Linked DNA regions of Gossypium arboreum: region 1 is linked to region 2. A link is a contact called in public Hi-C data. All regions are on one chromosome and are shown on one strand. Each heading gives the region's core, a stretch centred on a gene start, on an enhancer-like site or on the middle of the called end of the contact. The rest is flanking DNA. Distances are from core to core; before and after follow the strand shown.

The links. Hi-C and Micro-C count contacts between places; a contact is called where the count stands out from the background.
Region 1: a Hi-C map of leaf shows a contact between it and region 2, with 4 times the contacts expected there. The contact joins the promoter of LOC108481890 here to the promoter of LOC108483672 in region 2. A contact is called at or near these places in 2 of 5 Hi-C or Micro-C datasets (both in leaf).

The regions. Positions count from the first base shown.
Region 1 is chr1:112,627,662-112,633,249 of ASM2569848v2, forward strand. LOC108481890 reads right to left here and starts at 1,640. Exons shown (of 4, transcript XM_053030477.1): 1 at 1,269-1,640. The coding sequence starts at 1,551.
Region 2 is chr1:112,355,365-112,360,738 of ASM2569848v2, forward strand. It overlaps LOC108483672 (indole-3-acetic acid-amido synthetase GH3.6), which reads right to left and starts at 2,268. Exons shown (of 3, transcript XM_017787199.2): 1 at 1,773-2,268; 2 at 642-1,570; 3 at 1-523. The coding sequence starts at 2,098.

The DNA.
Region 1 (5,588 bases), core at 390-2,889, 270 kb after region 2:
TTTTTAACAATAAGCTTGTCAAATATTTGGACAGATTCTGTCAACAATCGGGCTTATACATTTATTCGATCTGGCCCTTTGATTAGACGCGAAAAACACTGAAGGATACAGATTTGACTGGTATAACTATCAGACAGGAGCACATCATCAGAACAAACCATGTTAAAATTTTCTTTCTATCATTTGAGGGCTCATATCCATTTGCTTTTTGCTTCCCTGACCCTGTTTGAAGTTCCAACCCAATAATTGTGTACACAAAGGAAACACAAGCAATTCTAAAACAAGCTGTAGAATACATGAGTAAGATATTATCATATTAATGCCAAAAAAAAGAGTTAGTCAAATTTTGCCATTAGTCCCGTGTACTAAACTGCAAATTTAGTCACTATACTCTAATTTAATCATTTTTAGTCCTTGTACTTTTCGAATTTTGAAACTGTAGCCCTTGTACTTTTCAAATTTTGAAATTTCAACTTTAGTCACTATGTTAAATTTTGTTGTTTCCGAAATTTTATGCAATAAACAATTATCACACGGAAATTCAATGTCAACTTACTATTTCCATATAATAGTCACAAAAATGCCACCTCATTTTAGTCAATGAATTTAACGACTACAAGTAGCCTGAGACATGACTTAAAATTTCAAAATCCCAAAAAAATGGTTTCTAGAAATGATTGACTCAAAGCACAAAAACTAAATCACAACTAACGCATGTAGAATTTGACCTAACGAATTTAATTGTTACCGATTATGCCAGAAAAAATACTATAAAAATGACTAAATCCACAACTAGCAGAATCTGAACAAAAGACTTCAATACACAATGTAGAGGAAAGAAAATGGGCTCAGTGAAATAGGCAACAGTAAAAAAAATGGCACTAATCTTTGAATGAGATAAGATCATTGAACTATACAAGGAATATTAAATACTCAAATAGAGTGCAAGGCAATTGAGTCTCGGCTCCAGCCGCCTCCTTGCCAAAAGGTAGTATCAACAACAACAACAAAAAAAAATTTACATGAACATTTTCTTCCTACCGAGTCACCAATTCAATCCAAAATTTCTCTACTCAATTGAAAACACAAATTAAATTAAGTTTCTAATTTTAAACATTGATTATTTCATCAATGACAAGACTACCCATTTCCTCTTTTCACTTGGTTTTCAACAAAATAATAATCAAAAACTGCAACTTTAAACCAAAAAAAAAAAAAAAGCCGCTAAAATTGGGGAAATAAAAGAAAAAGGCAAAAGCAACAAGTACCTGATTGATTGATGACATGATGATCCCGGTGAATCGGGTTCGGTTCATGAGCCTGGGAAACCGCACCAGCAAGTGCTCGTTCCCTTTTCGATATGTACCTGCCGGGAAGCGGAGCTTCTTCTCTCTTTTGAAGATCCAATGTGGGAAATAGGTATTCGGGTTTGGGCCGTTTGGAAGGGCGGAAAGGGAGGTGGTGATGGTTTACAGGTTTGGGTTCAGGGTCGGGTTCGGGTTCGGGTTCATCGTCTGAAGTGTTGGAGTAGGCTTTGAAAAGAAGATCCATGGCTGAACTGAAAAGCTATTTTTCTTTTTCGGCCGCCTTTTTCAGTTTTTTTCTCCGAAAGGGCAAATTGGGTGTTGCAAAATGGCCATATAATTTGTATGCCATTAATCAAAGCCCATTGTACTGGAAAAATGGGGCTATTATTTAACCACTAAGGCCCATGATCTTAAAAATATGGACCCAAGTGCCTACAAAATTCATAAATACAACCATTCTTGGGGCCTAAAATGGACCTAAGGGTGGTGAACCATGCCCATGGCTTTGACAAATGGGGTTTTTATTTAACCATTATAAGCCAATGCCCCAATGAAAGATGCTTTATAACATTCATAAATGGGCTTCTTTATTTTTTTATATTTGAATGTAAATGTGATAAATTAATATATTTGGTAATATTTAGTTAATCGCATAACTTATTTTTAACAAAGAGAAAGAAAATATTTTTCCTATTTTGAAGAGGTTTTATTCATTTTCTAATTTCAAATCTAAAATTGTATTAACTATTGTTTATTTTATGTCTAGTTATTGTAAGGATTAATATTTGATACACTTGGAGTATACTTTTTTATTCTACAAGTAGTCTTAAAATTATCATGTCTCTTTTTTTTAATATTTTGTAATACTTCTATATGACACTTTTTACCCTCTTAACCACGATTGTAAAATCTAAAAATTATACCAAACATTATATAAAACTTGTTATATGTGTTACTAGAAGAAATATAAATATTTTATTTTTGGATATTATATAAAACTTGCAGCCTATTATTTAATATTGGTTAAATTTTTTATATAAATTAAAATTGAGTAATATATATTAATGTGCTAGTGAAGTGGAGAAAACCAAAGATACTCCCCTCTTTAAGGTTTTTCCTTTACTAAATATACTTTTTTTAATAAAAATACTTGTTACAAATCATAATAAGATATAAAGGGTATTTTGAAATTTCAAAATTGGGGTGATGTTGTTACGACACTCTTTTTTTTTTTTTTTTTTTTTAAATATATATAGGTTGTACTATTGTAATAAAATATGGATCTGAACAGAAAAACTGGTGATGGGCCCTGAACAGCAATAATGACTATAAGAGAATAAAGGGATGCAGGAAGTAGGTCCGACCAATCCTTCCTCTTCATATTTCCATCATCAACCCCTTCAAAAATATATTTTAAAAAAATTAAATAAATTGGACCTTACTTTTCCAGGCTCCCCCCAGGGTCCTACTCTTCAAAATCATAAACAACTTTAATCAAAATTTTATTTTCAGACTAATTATATACTAACCCTTTTCTTTTATGTATATAAAGAATAAAGAATAAAGAATAAAACTTTATAACTATTGCTATTATTGATGCAAAAATGAGGTCATGCTGTCAAGTCTTTGGCCTAGAAATTCAACCATGTGCCCTAACCCCCACACACTCAAACCTTCTAGGACTGTATATTCTTCTTAACAATTTTTTGCAGCAACTGACAGCCAAATTATGGTACTTCATAGGAGTTTTGATAAGATATATCATATTTTGTCTTCCAATGGGAAAAAGGGTTATCAATAGTGGTTTAGAAGAGACAAGTCCTAATTATTCAATCAAATGCTCATTCCAATTACATGTTAAAAATAAGAAGCGGTTTCAGGTGGGGCTAAAGTCTGACTCATGCATTTTATTAATATGACTGACTCGAAATATTAGTTTTAAATTTTATTTAAATTTATTAATATTTATAGAAAAAACTAACTAAAATCAGTTTAGATGCATCAATATTTAAAAAAATATATAATGACGTTTAATTATATATGTTTTAATAACATTATATATATTTCTTTTATTAATTTTCTAAACATTAAAAAATAATATTTTTAATATTTACATTACAATACTATATATTTAATTTTTATATAATATGGAATATAAAATATATAAAATTTTAATAATCTTAAAATTGATCAAATCAAGCACGAGTTATGAATATTTAAGTCTAAGTTCATATTATATCATAAGTATACTTAAATTTTTTTTCCATTATTCGGATGGACTTTCAAGTTTAAATGTATAATTTTGAAAGGAAAGATAACTCGAATTTTGAATAGGTGTATATCTATCTAAAGTTTAATAATTAATTTGTGATGAAACAATAATATTGGCAATAATGAATTATATATGGAAAAAGAAATGTAAGCAATTGAATGTTGTTATGGTGTGTGTGTGTTTTTTAAAAAGAAAAAAAGGATTTTAGGTGAAAGCTAAGTATTCTCCAAAATATTTATAACCTCAAAGAAAGCAAAGAGAAAAAGAGAAATTATAATAGAAACCGACCAAATAAAGGGGGGGAGTGAAAAACAAAAAGGATAAGAAGACAAGCAATGAAACAGCATTCAACCCAAGTATTTCAAATATTGTAGGATTATATAGGAAGGGGGTTTTGTGAAAGGTGGGGACCAATGTAATTGACTAAAACAAAATTCAATTTCACTATTTAAAAGTTAAAAGAAGAAGAAGAAATGAAAGGGGCTAAAGGAATGTTTCATCAAAGAGGGTCAAGATCCATGTCAACCCCCACCAGGTGGGATGACTAATTAGGTGACAATGACCCATCCCCACTACTAGTCAATTTCTTTATTTTTACACCTCATCGTTGTATTGTAACACACCATGGACCTTTCTTTTATATAACATAAAATTCATGGTGGAAACTCCAAGTACAATTTTCAAACCCCATGAGAGTTTGTAACAAAGTCAATGAAAAGAGAGATAGTCTTTTAAGGCACAACTCTCTTAAGCCTTTTACTTTTTTGTTTTCAGATTTTTAATCTGGTTTTTCTGCAATTTTCGGATCAATTATTTAATTTGATTTCATTTTAATAAAATTGTCTGATAAAAATGTGTGTATATAAATTTAAACTAAAATTATTTTCCCTAAAAGGGAAAGTGATTTTAGCTTAAATGATGAGATTATAGGCTTAGAGAGTTGGTAAGGATGATTAGAATGTGGACAAGTTAGAAATGGTGGGATTAAACAATGTGTAGACTTATGACCATATATTAAAAATTATCCTAGATTATGTTTTCCATTAGATGTTACTAGAATAAGAAATTAAATAGGGATTCGATGTTGTTATAATAATTAAATAATAAAAATTGGGTTGAACAAATAAAAGTGTTTGTATCCATAACCTCTTGTCTTCTTGGTGTAGCCAACAGCTTTTCAAAGTTTAATTGGCTATTATTATACGGAGATGTTCATCAAAGTGGAAATCTTAGCTGTTCTTTTTTTTTTTATATTTTATAAAGGAAATATGAATCATGATGACTGAGCTGTAACGCCCATATTTTATTACGCATTCACAGAGTTAATAAGTGTGTAACTATATTTGACTTTGGGATTCAATCAAGGATGATGTCTTCAATAAGATATTTTTGTAAGTTTGACATGAATTTTTTTTTATATCTCTTTTAATATTATTAAATATTTAATTAAAGTGATATCTCGAATTAATTGTGTACCAATTAACTTTATTTTTCTTTTGAAAAGCTAACAAATGTTATTAAGGAAATGGTTTAATTTTGATACTAAATTCATTTACTAATCATTGGTAAGCATCCATAATTATTATTTTTTAAGTGTATATGAAAAATTGCTTAATAATTAGATTTGAATATAATTATTTATAATTATATTTATGTGAAATATTTGAGTAACAATTATAATTAACAGGTCTCACTAAATTTAATAATTGGAGCGCATCAATTATTTACTCTTAATTCTTATAAAGAGTTGAAAATAGAAGGAATTATTTATTACCTAAGTTGTAATTCATTGGCGAAGTGTTTATCTTCTTTAAAAATAGTTTGAGTTCAAATTATCTTTATATAGATAAAATTGACGGTGTAATAAAATTTTAAATATTAATTATCCTAGATGTAATTTAAATTCAAATTGTATTAATTACATTTGTTATTTATACTTTACTATTAAAAATTGAAAAGCGAAAGCTAAGAATGTAAACCATTAAATTTGGTAATGCTGGTTTTCAACC
Region 2 (5,374 bases), core at 1,018-3,517:
CTAGACACAGCCCTTGAGTTCAACAGCTCAACAATGGGTGCAAATTTCACACATCTTGGAGTCTTGTACTGGTTAATTGATGCACCTAAGCTAATGGCATAATCCATCAGCTTGTCAAATGTCCCGGGTTCAACAACCTTGATCTCAAGAGGTCCAATGGATTTGTCACATACACGCCCTTGGCGGTATACACTGTTGAGGGACTCTTCAATGGTTAAGCAACAGTCCTCAAAAACTGAAGGAGGAATTGGGGTGTTACCATTGAGACTAAGTTCCCAGTACAACACATAGTGGCCTGGAATTGTGGTGGTATCTGCATAACTAGTGTACTCAGCCAATGTTGCACCGAATGGCAGCAAATGGTTCACTGCATTCTTCACAGCATTTTGAAGTTCAACCTCATCAGTCTTATCTGAATCGATGCACAAAACTACATTTTTCCTGCATATGAAATTGAATTGCGGTGCGTTGTTTTTAAACCCTGCTACCCTTAGCACATCACCAACTCTATAACGATAAAGTCCTGCAAAAGCATTATTTTCAACTGTCAGATATAGACAAGTTATACTACAGTTCTTAAAGTATAAACATGATGTCTCTAAAACTATACAATAATTCTTAAAAATGTTATTTTGATGTACCTGAATAAGTGGTGACAACAAGCTCATACTCTTGGCCAAGTTTAACATCAACAAGGTCAACCAATTCTTGTTGTTCTTTCTCATTGAGAGTTTTGGGCACAGAAATAGAACTAGTGACGCCATTGTTCCTTTGAACCGGCAAGAATTCAAAGTAGGCCATTGTGGGAACGAGAGTGTAGGAAACTTCACTTGGCTTGCAAAGAGGGTTGAGGTTGACACCAAAATAGCATTCACTGGATGCATACATGGTGCAGACGAGAGGGAGGCCATTGCTGTAGTAATCAAGAGTGGGAATGTACTGTGACATGGTCCCAGTCACAATCACATCCACATATTTTGTATTAGGCCATAACCTTGTGATGATCCCTTGCCATGAATCTTTGCTGCACTCGGCCTCAATGAAATCAGCAAGTTTAGGATCAGGTTTCAGGATTTTCATAACAGCCTCTCTCACAGATTGGTCAGTGATTTGGGAATCAATGGTTCCTGTTCTTATATCATTGCAAAGGAGACGCCAATGTTTTTCAAGGAACTTGATGGCCCTGATGAAGCCAGAGGCAAAAACAGCGCCCACCCTGAGGACCTCTTTGTGTTGCCAAAGTCCACAAAGCATTTGAGAGTACATGCTTTGGTAAGAATCGGGACAAAGGATGGTTTCATTTGGGCTAGTGTAGTTGGTGTAAGGGTCATATGGCCTATCCTTGAAATGGGTGCTTTTGTAATAGCTAGTGAGAACAGGGCGTGCCACAAGGCCACCAGGTGTCTTAGCCTCGGATTTTATAAACAAAAAGTACATTCCTTTGCCTTTGTCTAGACCAGGGACAAATTGGCTCATAACAGGCATCAATAAGCTATAGAGCAGTGACCTCCTTCCTAACTCCTCTTCAATTGTTGGCATCATCTTTCTCTCCCCGCCTGATGTCCCAGAGCTGCAAAGAAGAAACCAAGACCATCCGTTTAGCCAAAACCAAAATAAACATGAAATCTACAAGGCAGGCTATCACTGATGTGCTTGTAAAACAGGTCAAGTTTGAAATGGCCTGCCTAGGAGGAGAGGAAACGAAAACAGGAAAAACCTTTTAAAAAAAAACATATGCATAAAAAGGAAAAAGGGTTGTTTAGTTTGCTGACCTTGTCAAGAACTCAGAAATGGCGTTGGAAGAAAGTATGGGAGAGGTATCACCATTGGCAATACGGTCAATATGGGGTTGGATATCCTCATAGGTGATGACAGGCATGGTTTTTTTGAAAGTCTCTCTATCAGTGTGACCATTAAGGCCACGTGTTTGCAGGTACTCAACATGAGCATTGCGTGAAAGGATCTCTTCAAGGACTTTCTTTTGAACTTCATCAGCGTTTGAAGTCACATCCTCAATGAACTGAAGGGTTTTCTTGTTCTTCAGTTCCAGGTTGTAATCTGCAGTAGGTTTAAGTGTGTTCTTAGGTGCTTCAGGCATGATTCTGATATTTGTTGTTTGCACTTTTTGAATGGGAAGAAAGGCCTTTTTTTTAAGAGCCAAGAAAGAGAGAGAGAGAGAGAGAGAGAGGGGAGGGTGTTTGATAGATGAAATGGATGTCTATTATTTTGGTTTGGGTTTAGGTGTGAGGGAAAAAGAAGGAAGGAGTTGGGTATAAATAGATGGAGCATTGAAGTTTGCTTGAGCTTTAAAAAATAATGGTACAATTAAGGGTATATACGTCAATTTCTCTTTTCTTATTTATCAATTATTTTTATTTTTGTTTTTGTTTTTTGCATGCCTTAAGATAAAGAAATTTGAATATTCCGATATGCTTCATATTTTTTTCCTATCAAAGTAAAACATGCCAAAATACCCAATTCAAGTTCTATCCTTAACTTTGATCAGTTCCCTTCACTCTAAAATCCCAAGTACCCAATTATCCCATTTTATCATTTTTAAAAAGAAAAATATTAATTCTTTTTATTTAAAATTGCTATTCACAATTTAATATATAAAAAAAACCAATTTATTTGATTAAATATCACGAAATTTTCACTTAAAACACATAATTAATTTACTGATTTTTTTTTCCAAAGTACAATGTATATGCTTAAATACAATTGATAAAGCGTAATTTGATATAGATATGGAGAAAAAAACCAGTTCAACCGGGTAGAAAAGGTTGACAGGCAATTCCCGGTAATCCCGCAGTAAAATCACCGGTACAAACGCGCTTGTACCGCGGGTGTCTCAAAAAATACCGGCAGCCAATTTCCTTTAAATTAGGTTTCAAGTAATTGTAAATTGCATTTCCCAGTAACAGATGAAAAAAACGGCGTTTACTCTGAAGTTCTCGCGAGACAATATGTCAATATCTCTTGAAAAGATAAATAGAAAAGAAAATGGAGAAGAGAAGAGAAACAAATTATGTGTGTGTGTTAGATGCGTACGGTAAATAATTGGGAGGGGCGCGTTTTCCTTATTATTTTCTTGTTTAAAGGATTTAAGTGGGACCGGCTAGCCAGCTGGCTGTCAAATTTTATAATTTGACACGTGTACGAATGGGAGTTCAGTTCCTTCACGTACTTTATTTTTACTAGGAACCTAATCGGCTGCAAAAGCTCGGCTTCTTACATATGTTGTTATAATATTACTTACTTTATAGAAGGAGTAGTCATGCCCCCAACTTTTACTATACAAATTTCTATTACGACTTTGACTTTGTATTACTATACCTCTATTTTATTAATAAAATATATTTTTAATGGAGATTTTGTATAAAAATTAAATTATATTTTTTATTAAAAGGTGTATATTTATATATTAGATAAAAAATAAATCGGTTTTTTCTATTAAAATTGATATAATTGATGAAATAACTTATGGTAACATATGATATGTTAGGTGTATCTTATCTGACATATAAGGATAATTTTTTAACAATAGAAATGAATGAAATATTTAATAGAATGACCAGTTTGTCATTGATCTAATGTATATGGACTAATTTACTTATTTTTCAAATAGAAGGGACAAATTACAATATGACTCTTAATATATAGATCTTCTTAGCACTTTTACTGGGTAAGGGCTTATAAAGGTTTGAATCTCGACTTTATGTCAATTAAAATTTAAAAATAGATTATTGACTTGTTTATAATAGAAAAAAAACTAATCATTTAATCAATAATGAAATATTTTAATTTTATAAACAAAAAGCATATATAAAAATGGAGACTAAGTTGGTATTTGATAAATAAAAAAATGAAATTATGGATTTTAATGTTGAATTTAACAAGTATTGTACTTGAATTATATAAAATTAAATGTTGAATATAAATAAATTGTTGGTTAGATTTTGAAAATATTTTACCATTAATTTTGTTTTGAAAATAAAATATATATGGTAAAAGTTAATGTGTTAAATATAGAAATATTATAAAACAGACTTTTAACAATAATGATAAAAAAATAAAGTATAAATTCATTGAATATAGTCTTCTTAAATGATAAATGACCCTTATTTACTTATCTTTTTCAATGAGTTTTCATTGAAAAATTCTAACTAATGATTTTTTTATATATATATATATATGTTATCAAACAAGTTTAAAACATTAAACCTACTTTCAATGAACTAATAAACAAGGCTAAAGTAATTTGGTTTCTAATTATTTTACTGTTCTATTGCAATTTTCATGTGAACAAAAGTTAATTATAAGAAATATTAAATAATATTATAATAATAATTTAAAGGGTAAATTTTATTATTAGTCATTCAATTATGTGTAAATTTTTTATTTTGGTTATTTTAACTAAAAAAGTAACAACTTGTTCACTAATGCATTCAAATTGTTTGTGTTAGCCACTCATTGTTAAGCGGTTAATGGTGGCACTTTTTGTTTGTATAATTATAATTTTAGTCCTTAGTTTTTATACTTTTGATCAATTTAACCCTAATTCTATATAAAATTATAAAAACTTTAAATTATTTAAAGAAATAGAAAATTCTATATAAAAATTCAAGTTATTGTAACAACAAATCTTCAACATTGCCATAAAATCACAAAAATGAATAAACAAATAGATCAATTTCAATCTCTTAACATAATATTCATTAGATATAAAACTTAAATATAATTAAAGACTAATGTTAATACAAAAAACTCAAGATTATATCGTACTAAAGCTCAAGATTGTTCAATATTGAGACATAAGAACCAAAATGATCATTCAAATCTAATAACACATTAAAAACAAAATAGAGTCAAATTAGTAATATCTATAAGTTGAGTTCTATGTTGTTGAATAAATTCTTCGAAATTGATATTATAACTTCAATTCCATTTTTAACCAAAGATACAAAATTTTAATTTATTTAAATTATTTTTCAAAACCGAATAATAAAAAATAAGTTATATTCCAATTCTTTTTCTTTTCTTTTCACACAATGAAAACAAATTTCCCTCGTTGTCTCTCCTTTATCTATTTTTATTTTTATTTTGAATGTATTTTATATATTTTTATAATTTTCTAAATTTTTCAAAAGAATTTTAATTTTATCAATTTATATAAAATCAGGGTCAAATTGATAAAAAATATAAAATATAGGGATTAAAATTATTATTATACCGGTTAAAAAGTGTCACCATTAGTCACTTAACAGTTTGGTGGTAATTTTTTTCGAAAACGCTAGTGACTAAATTATAACTTTTTAATTAAATAACCAAAACGAAAATTTACCCATAATTAAGTGACTAATAATGTAATTTA